Regions from separate parts of the Sus scrofa genome. Here regions 1 and 3 are each linked to region 2. Evidence: chromatin contacts called from public HiChIP or PLAC-seq and promoter capture Hi-C data. All regions are on one chromosome and are shown on one strand. Each heading gives the region's core, a stretch centred on a gene start, on an enhancer-like site or on the middle of the called end of the contact. The rest is flanking DNA. Distances are from core to core; before and after follow the strand shown. Region 1 holds the start of FBXO32 (F-box protein 32). Region 2 holds the start of FAM91A1 (protein FAM91A1). Region 3 has its middle 37 kb from the start of FBXO32.

The links. Promoter capture Hi-C pulls out the DNA fragments that hold promoters and counts their contacts. HiChIP or PLAC-seq counts read pairs in DNA pulled down with a chosen protein or histone mark.
Region 1: an H3K27ac HiChIP or PLAC-seq map of alveolar macrophages shows a contact between it and region 2. The contact joins the promoter of FBXO32 here to the promoter of FAM91A1 in region 2. A contact is called at or near these places in 1 of 5 promoter capture datasets (fetal liver), 2 of 47 Hi-C or Micro-C datasets (alveolar macrophages and embryonic fibroblasts) and 1 of 2 datasets of contacts at active chromatin or transcription factors (alveolar macrophages).
Region 3: a promoter capture Hi-C map of fetal liver shows a contact between it and region 2, with 3 times the contacts expected there. The contact joins the enhancer-like site here to the promoter of FAM91A1 in region 2. A contact is called at or near these places in 3 of 5 promoter capture datasets (fetal liver and liver), 7 of 47 Hi-C or Micro-C datasets (brain, embryonic fibroblasts, fetal liver and 3 more) and 1 of 2 datasets of contacts at active chromatin or transcription factors (alveolar macrophages).

What each region holds. Positions count from the first base shown.
Region 1 is chr4:15,894,474-15,897,173 of Sscrofa11.1, forward strand. It overlaps FBXO32 (F-box protein 32), which reads left to right and starts at 1,402. Exons shown (of 9, transcript NM_001044588.1): 1 at 1,402-1,553. The coding sequence starts at 1,438.
Region 2 is chr4:15,680,569-15,683,317 of Sscrofa11.1, forward strand. FAM91A1 (protein FAM91A1) reads right to left here and starts at 1,258. Exons shown (of 24, transcript XM_003354982.5): 1 at 927-1,258. The coding sequence starts at 998.
Region 3 is chr4:15,931,164-15,933,863 of Sscrofa11.1, forward strand. No RefSeq gene overlaps it. Among named protein-coding and RNA genes, the nearest start is that of FBXO32, 37 kb to the left of the region's middle. Within about 2 kb of position 1,353, at least 7 of the 83 cell types and tissues checked have an H3K27ac peak or open chromatin away from gene starts, as enhancers often do. A contact at or near this core is called in fetal liver, where this site is marked.

The DNA.
Region 1 (2,700 bases), core at 152-2,651, 210 kb after region 2:
TGGCTTAATCCTTCTCAGGGACTCTCAGTGCCCTCATCTGGAACATGGGACAGCTGCCACACTGGTCCTCCTGAGGCTTAGGTTAATAAGCTGAGGTCTATGAGGGCTTCAGACCCTGGGGCATCGCCTCCTCACTGTGGGCTTTTACAGTGTTTCGTTTAGTCCCCATCAGTCAGGCAGAGGGGCTTTCTAGGCCCTTCTCCCTAAACGGTCACCAAAACCAAAACAAAACTCCTGACCTATTTCCGGAGAAGGGCTTAAGAGCCCAGAGGACGCAGAACAGAAAAGGGTAGAGCGGTTCTTTGTAACAGAAGTCCAGTCCCCTAAGCCCTAGGCAGATAACCGGGCAGTCAGCGGGGCTGACACACCCCTAACCTGCTCCCTGACGTTATGGTGCCTACTCAGGCCCCGCAGATGCCAGTGCTGCTGGCTTAGGGTGTCCAGAGTGGGGTGGGGGACTGTCCCTGCTCTCCACTTCCACCGCTGGGACCAGCTGCCACCGAGCTTCCATCTTCTTCCTTCGCCACCCGGGAGACAGGCCTGCCTGACAGCAGACTCTGTAACAGTTCTGGGGCAGGGTGAGGTGGACGACTGTCCCGCCGCCCCACCCCCGCCTGGCGGTGTCCCCTCCTCCACCGGAGAGCGGGTTCTAGGTAGTGAGAGAGGCCAGGAGGCTGCGCCCCCGACCCCCTGCCGGGCTCCGGGCTCCGGGGGGCCGTGTCAGGCCCCCGCTTTGGCGGGGCTTGTCTGGACCCAGGGCTCGATTGTGACAGCTCAGGGTTGGGAGGAGAGCGGTCCCTTTTCCCCACCCCCGCGCCGAAGCGATCCACAAGCCAGTCGAGCCTCCTCCTCCCTGCACCTCGCCAGGCCAAGAGCTGCAGAAGGACGGTGTGCAGTTTCCCGAGCGCCCGGCCTCGCTCTCCCAGCTGCAGCAGCTGCCCTGGCGGGGGGGAGAAGGAGCGCGAGGGGCCAGGGGTGGAGGGGCAGTGGGCGCCCCGATCCGCAGCGCGGCTTCAAGTTTCCACCAGCGAGCGGTTGTGCAACAGCCAGAGGAGCAAGAGCCGCGGGCGCCTCGGAAAACAAGCCGAGCCCATAAACAAAGCCACGTGGCCTCCAGGCTGGGGGGGCCGGGCTAAGAGCAGGCGGCTCTTCCGGCAACAAAGAGCCGGGGCCAGCGGCCCGGGATAAATACAGCGGCCGGGACCTCAGCGCAGCACTCCAGCGAGCCCCGCGCGCCCGGCGACCCTCCACAGCACCCTTCGCGAGCGCAGGGACCCCGCTCCGCACCCCAGATCCCGCAGCCCTCCACACAGGTTCCCTGAAGCCGCTCCCTCACCGGCCCCAGCACCCCCGTCCGAGCATCCGCCCAGGGCGGCGCGTCCCCGAGGCCGCCCGGCCGGTCCTGTCCATCAGTCCGTCGCGTCCGTTTGCAGTGCCATGCCATTCCTCGGGCAGGACTGGCGGTCCCCCGGGCAGAGCTGGGTGAAGACAGCCGATGGCTGGAAGCGCTTCCTGGATGAGAAGAGTGGCAGCTTCGTGAGCGACCTCAGCAGGTGAGGGGATCGCCACCAACTTCAGCTACGCAAACACTCGGGCTGGTCTCCGGGAGTGGGTCGGTGAATGGGACGCAGGCAGAGCTGGAACAGGGTGAGAAGGGAGCCCCTGACTAGAAGGATGAGAGTGAATTGCCTGGGTTTCTGTAGAGGTCACCAGAGCACGGGATTCAGGGTATTTGGTTTCTTATTATTGTTCAAGGTCAGCGTCCCAAAGTGGGCATGACTCCTTCCAGAACCCCAGGTCCCTCTGAGAGTGTGACGATAAATGAGGCTCTTCTCCACAAACGCTCACAACTTCAGGGGTCCCCTGCCTTAAAAGACCCGTTGTCGTTCGCTTTGCGTGTGTGGGCGCCGGCGGTGAGCGGGCTGCGTGCCCTTCACCCTGGGGTGGCGCGGGACTCCCAGCACAAGTCTGGAGACGGGATTGGACACGGGGCCCGCCCAGAGCACCTCCAGGCTCTTCCCACGCAAAGGCGACCACAGAGTGGGCAGAGAGGATGAGTAACCAGGAAGGGGCGGCCAGATGGTCCCTGGGGCACCAGCGCTTTGCGGGCGGACTTTCGGAGCGATGGTAAAGACTCGAGGAGGCAGAGCTGCGGAGGAGGAAAGGGAGGCGGGGTATGAAACCCACACGAGCTCTCTGCTTCTGAGAGGACGAAGTCTTTGCACCTGTTTCCTCAGTGGCCCTTTTTGTCAGTTTTCTTTATATAGTGAGGGCACCCCCATTTCAAGGTATGCTTATCACCTGCAGAAAGCCCACCTGGAGCAGGTGAGCCTCTGGACTCAAGTCCCACCTGCCCTCTGTCAGTCGGGTGGAAAATCCAAAGTCCCCGGAGCCTGATGCTCTGCTTGGTTAATAACACAGAAGCCCTGATTAATGAGTTGGGTGCTCTGGAATCTGTCAGTCCAGGCCTCCAAGCTGCGCTTCCCAGTAGCTGCCATTTGATTCCCATGAGGAGGGCAATGGAAATGGGTCTAGAGGGGATCAGTGGCCTTGGGTGCCTTTTCCTAGGGCTTTTGGTTAAAACCACTGCTCCCCACCCTCAGCCCTTAAATTGACTTCAATGGAGAGAGTTCCCTAAGTGGGCCAGCTTCCCACTGAGAATGACCAGTGGTTGTTTGGCTGAGCCCTTGGCACTCAATT
Region 2 (2,749 bases), core at 8-2,507:
TTACTAAAACGTAAGCTCCAGGAAGAGGGGGTTTCCTCTTGTCTACTGCTGCAAATTACCCTCACCTAAAACAAGGCATAGTACATAGTAGGTGTTCAATAAACATCTGTAAAACAATGGAGGAAAAAACGCGACACTCAAGTATTTGAGAATTACCTCTCAGACAAAAGCCTTTTGTCATTCTCTTCTTGAAAGATCTCTAATAAACCCATCCTGTTGAGAGGATTAAGTCCAACAAAACAAAATACAAAAGTCTTTCAAAATCTGGCCCTGACTGCCACCACCCCCACTCACGAAGCCCCACCTCCAAACAAATCAATACAGCTACACCTCCAGGCTCGGTGGTAGGAAGTCGCTCACTACTCTCTCAAAACACGCTCTCACTCGTCCGCGCTTTTTAAAATGACATTCCCTCTCCCTGGAAAATCTTCCAAGTCTCTTATCTAGCCATCTCTTCTTCGTCCTTTAAGGCCCAATTTAAATGCCTCCTCTACACATCCTCTTGACACTCCCTGGACAATGTGACTTCCTCCTCTGTGCGTTCGCATATACACTTATGCAGTTTCGTGTAAGCTGCTATCACTCTGTAAATGTATTCATTTATTTCTAGACCCTTTCCCAACATCCCGAAATTCTGGAGGTCAAGGGCCGTGCTTTAATTAGCTTAAAGGTGCCTAGCCCAGTGCCTGGCTGAACCGAGAGTGCGTGCAAAGTCGCGAAGCCAGTCCAGTGGACACCATTCCATCCCATTTCGCAACGGCCCTATCCTGCCCCTGTGGCCCTGGGAGCGTCCCCTCCTCACCCCTGGGCTGCAGGTTAACCCTGGCGAGGGGAAGGCCAGGAATCAGCCTAGAGGCGCCAGCCACGGCCACGGGGCGCGGCGAGCAGATGCCGGCGAGGCGGGACCCCGGCCCCAGGTTCCATACCTGCCTCACGTTGGCCGGCAGCTTGCTCCACGGGTAGTTGTGCCGGATGTGGAACTCCACGTCTATGTTCATGATGCCGGGGGCCCGGGCGGGCGGCAGCGGCCGGGACCGCGGCTGGAAGGACGCCTCCCGCCTGCCCGCCCTCGGCCTCCCAGGAGCCCGCGGGAGGCCCCGCGCCTCAAACTGCGGACGGCCGGGGCTGCCCCATGGCCAGGGCTCCCGACGACTCGGCGCGGCCCGGGCCACGGGGCACGCGAGCAACGAAGAGAGGTGGCCAGAAGCCTCGGCGGCTCCAAGTTTCTTCCTAGTTTCAGCCCGCCGGAAATGGCTTCGAGGTGCGTCACTTCCGCCCGCCAGCGAGGGGCTGGGGGGCGGAGCCCGGGGTTCCAGCCCCGCCCCCTCCACACTGGGGTCTGGCCTGAGTAGATAGAGCCGCAAGGTGCTCAGGTATGGCTCGCCCACCCGCGCACTCCCTGTGCCTCTGTCAGTCTCTGGATGAATTAATTGGGCTTGCATTGTACCATTGCTGGATGACCGACTTGCCCTCAAATGTGAGCCCAGCAGCAGGCAGTTACAGGCGCTGGGGTGGGCTGCCCGAGAAGGAGAGACTTGGGAAGGGGGGGCCATAGCTAACTTAGAAGTGCGGGAGCTGTGGGCCCTAGCTCTCCATAGCCAACCCTGAACCGAGGCCGGGTGGGCAGGGCCCAGGCTCAGGAAGGAATGTTCAAGACAGAGCTTTACTCCCAGTAGAGGCGTAGGGCAGAGGTCTAATGACCCTTCACCTCCTGAAAGTTGCTGCATCTTGTGAAAGAGAAACGTTGCGCTCTAAGGTTCCCATTTAACCCCATTCTCCCCAACCCCTGAACACACACACACACTTTTGGCAGATCGAGTTTCACTCAACTAGTGTAAACTATCAGAATATAGAAGTCGTTACTATTCTGCATTATAACTCTTTGAAAATGTAGTCCTTTCATATATCTTTGTTTAAAGTGAATTTGCCCCAAGGATTCATTTTTCACAAAGGTACTTACACCATGAGTCTCCTGATTGGTTGGTTTCATTCATCTGAAATAAAGATATGAGAAGAAACTTCCATGGTCATATGTTTCAACACCAAGAAATATACCTATTGATCCATGAGGGCAGGCGTTACTCTCCTTCTTATGGTCATTATCCCAGTCGTAATCCATTCACCAGACCGCTTTCAAAAAGGGTTCTTCAAATCACCTGAAGATACCAATTCATGTGAAATACTTCTTTTTGTTACTCCAATTAATGTTATATGAGTTACAGGTTTGTATTGATAAATAAGTAAGTTTTCTGTTAAAAAGAAAAAAAAACAAAGGTTCAAATTCTTTAAGTGTAGGGATTCAGCTAAAATGTTAAACAGCTGGTGCTCACATGGGGAGGCCCTAAGGGAATCTAGGAGATAAAGATTCTTGGGCACAGCCTCTTGTTTCTGCTTCTGCTCCATGCTGCAACCTCCAGTCACTTTTTAATGGCAGATCAAGCCTGCTTTAATTTCAGTTCTAGTGAGAATGTCTTTGGGGACCCTTTCGTCCAGAATTTGTTACACTGGCTTAGCAAACCCATGATCATTGTTACTGGCAAGCAACCATAGATGAATTCAGTATTTCTGTGATTACATTTGTTTATTCTTTTTATTTGTTTTCTTTTTATGGCTGCAACTGTGGCATATGGAGGTTCCCGGGCTAGGGGTTGAATTGGAGCTGCAGCTGCAGGCCTACACCACAGCCACAGCAACATAGCCTCCAAGCCACGTCTGTGACCTACACAGCAGCTTGCAGCAAGGCCAGATC
Region 3 (2,700 bases), core at 103-2,602, 250 kb after region 2:
TATAGGAGAATGATTAGGAAATAAGGAACTTTAAAGTCAATATCAATTTACTCATCAACAGACATTTAGTAAATGGCTACTATACGCGAGACTCTGTGCAAGGCACTGGGCACAGGATGATGAATAAGACAGATGGGGTCCCTGCACCTTAATGGAATTGAGATTATAGAGAGAAAGAAAAAAAAAAAGTAGGGGACAAATTTAAGTTGTAGTAAGTGCTAAGAAGGGAACAGACATAGGACTGAGCTACATAATAACAAGGTGGGGCAGGGGGCTCTCTGAAGAAGTGATGTTGAAAAATGAGAAGGAGCTGGCCTCAGAAGACGAGAGCATGGGCATTTCAGAAAAAGGAAACGGAAGTTCCCATCGTGGCTCAGTGGTTAACAAACCTGACTAGCATACATGAGGACGTGGGTTCAATCCCTGGTCTCGCTCAGTGGGTTGAGGATCCTGTGTTGCCGTGAGCTGTGGTGTAGGTTGCAGACGCCGCTCAGATCCTGCATTGCTGAGGCTGTGGTGTAGGCCAGCGGCTATAGCTCCAAATGGACCCCTAGCCTGGGAACCTCCACATGCCACGAGCACGGCCCTAAAAAGACGGAAGGAAGGAAGAAAGGAAGGAAGGAAGAAAGAAAGAAAGAAAAAAGAAAGAGAAGAAAGAGGAAAGGGCTTGTGCAAGGTTCAGATCAGGGCCCTGTCACTTAAGGTAACTTTGTCACCTTACTTGACTCTTCTCTGTCTCAATTCCCTCGACTCTGTTGATAATATATCTATTTCTTATGGCTGTGAGGGTTAAGTGAGCTAATACACATACACTGCTTGGAGCCAGGCACATAATACGAGTTCAATAAATGGTAACAATTACGATTCCCTGAGCAACGGGAGCCTGAGAGTCATGTTAGGAATCACACTGTGTTCCCAGAGGGGTATGATCTGCTCAGGTGGGTGACTGACTTACGTGACACACATTTACTCTGGAACATGCCCTGATCCTGCCACTAATTCTCCATCAGAAAATGACATCGGAGGCACCTGAGAATAATTACAGATTTTTTTTTTTTAACTCCCAGAAGGATCACAGAATCTCATCATCCCTAAACATCCCATGCCTTCTTTGCTCAGGCTGTTCCACCTAGCTAGAATGTCCTTCCCCTGCCTCTCCATCTAGGAAGCACCTATTGTTCCTTAGGGCCACCTCCTGGCTGAAGGTTTCTCCAAGGGAGTAAATTTCATCTTCAGTAACACTTTTTGCATATGAACTTTGTTACACTGCAATCATATTTGTACCCAGCACAGGGCCTGGGTTGACTGAATGAACAAACACACACATAATTCATAAAATGCTTTAGCAAGTTTCACTTAGGACCACTTGCTTACCCTGGACTAGAAGAAGAATCAGCCCGGGGTTAATGTTCATAGAACTATTTATAGCTTCTCAGTTAAAAATTAATGGCAGTTGAAAAAGTAACAAATGTGGAGACCTCGTGTTCACTAAAGTTTCTTTTAAGTTCAACTAAATCTCTCTTAGTAAATTTTCATACAAAATAAAAGGGCCTTTTATTACTGTTTGATAAACTCAAATTGAACAGACTAAACAAGTCCCTTTGACAAACAATAAAAATTCCTTTAAACATTTTAAAGCTGCAATTATAACTCTCATCCATTTGCTTTTTTTTTATAAGCACTTCCAATACCTGCTCGGAGAAGCTTCAATCCTAATAAGCAAAACATTTCCATGTGAATTAATAACTCATACATTAAGTAAATTAAACAAAAATATATCTCAAATACTCTAAAAAATAAACTCTAACATTGTTAAAAGTGAGTGAAATTATTACACCTTTCCATTAATAATCATATCCTACACAAATAGCTCACTTTAAATAGAAATCATAAGGCTACTATGGTGGGCACAATAATGGTTCCCCAAAGAGCCGAGGAATGACAGCAGGTTTATAATCCAGAAAAGGCAAGGAAACAGTCCTCCCCTAGAGCCTACAGAAGGAACCCCCGCCTGAACCTTGACCTTGGCCCAGTGAGACCTGTGTCAGACTGCTGACCTTCTGATGAATTTGTGGTAATTTTTTACAGCCCTACAGGAAGCTAAGACAATGAATCTGACAGTTACTCTAGCTCTGCCCCTTCAGACAAATCCCCAATGACCCTCCTGCTGCAGGTTCCCACGCTGAGCAAGGAGGATCTGTCTGCAAATGAAAGGCAGAGCCTAATTCAGCAGCAAGAGTTATTGTGGTCACCTGGACATGTGGACCTGCAAAAGCTGGACAGGAGGGCTCCGCCTATCAGAGAGTTGCCTCCCTTCTGCTCTACCCAGGCATCACTGAAGCTGACACCCATCACGTTTCTGCCCAAGAAGCATCACAGAGAATCAGCCTTGCAAATTCTCGCCAATAAGCCATGTTAATGAAGCAGCAGTGTCCTGGGCACCGGAGCAGCCGTGCAGAAGTGTGAGCTCAACCCTCGCTCTCAGAGAACCTTCCTGACCTGGTCCCCAGGTGGGCAAGAAAGTAGGTATCAACCACAACATGTGATCCAAACTTCCAAGTGCCCTAGTGAAGGACAGAGTACCCGAGAGATTCAGGGAGGAAGAACTGCGTTTGTGCTTCTGAGAAGAACAGTGCAGGATGAGACACAAGCCTACCATCTACTCTCCCTGTACCAGGATGAACAGGCTCCTCTGAGATC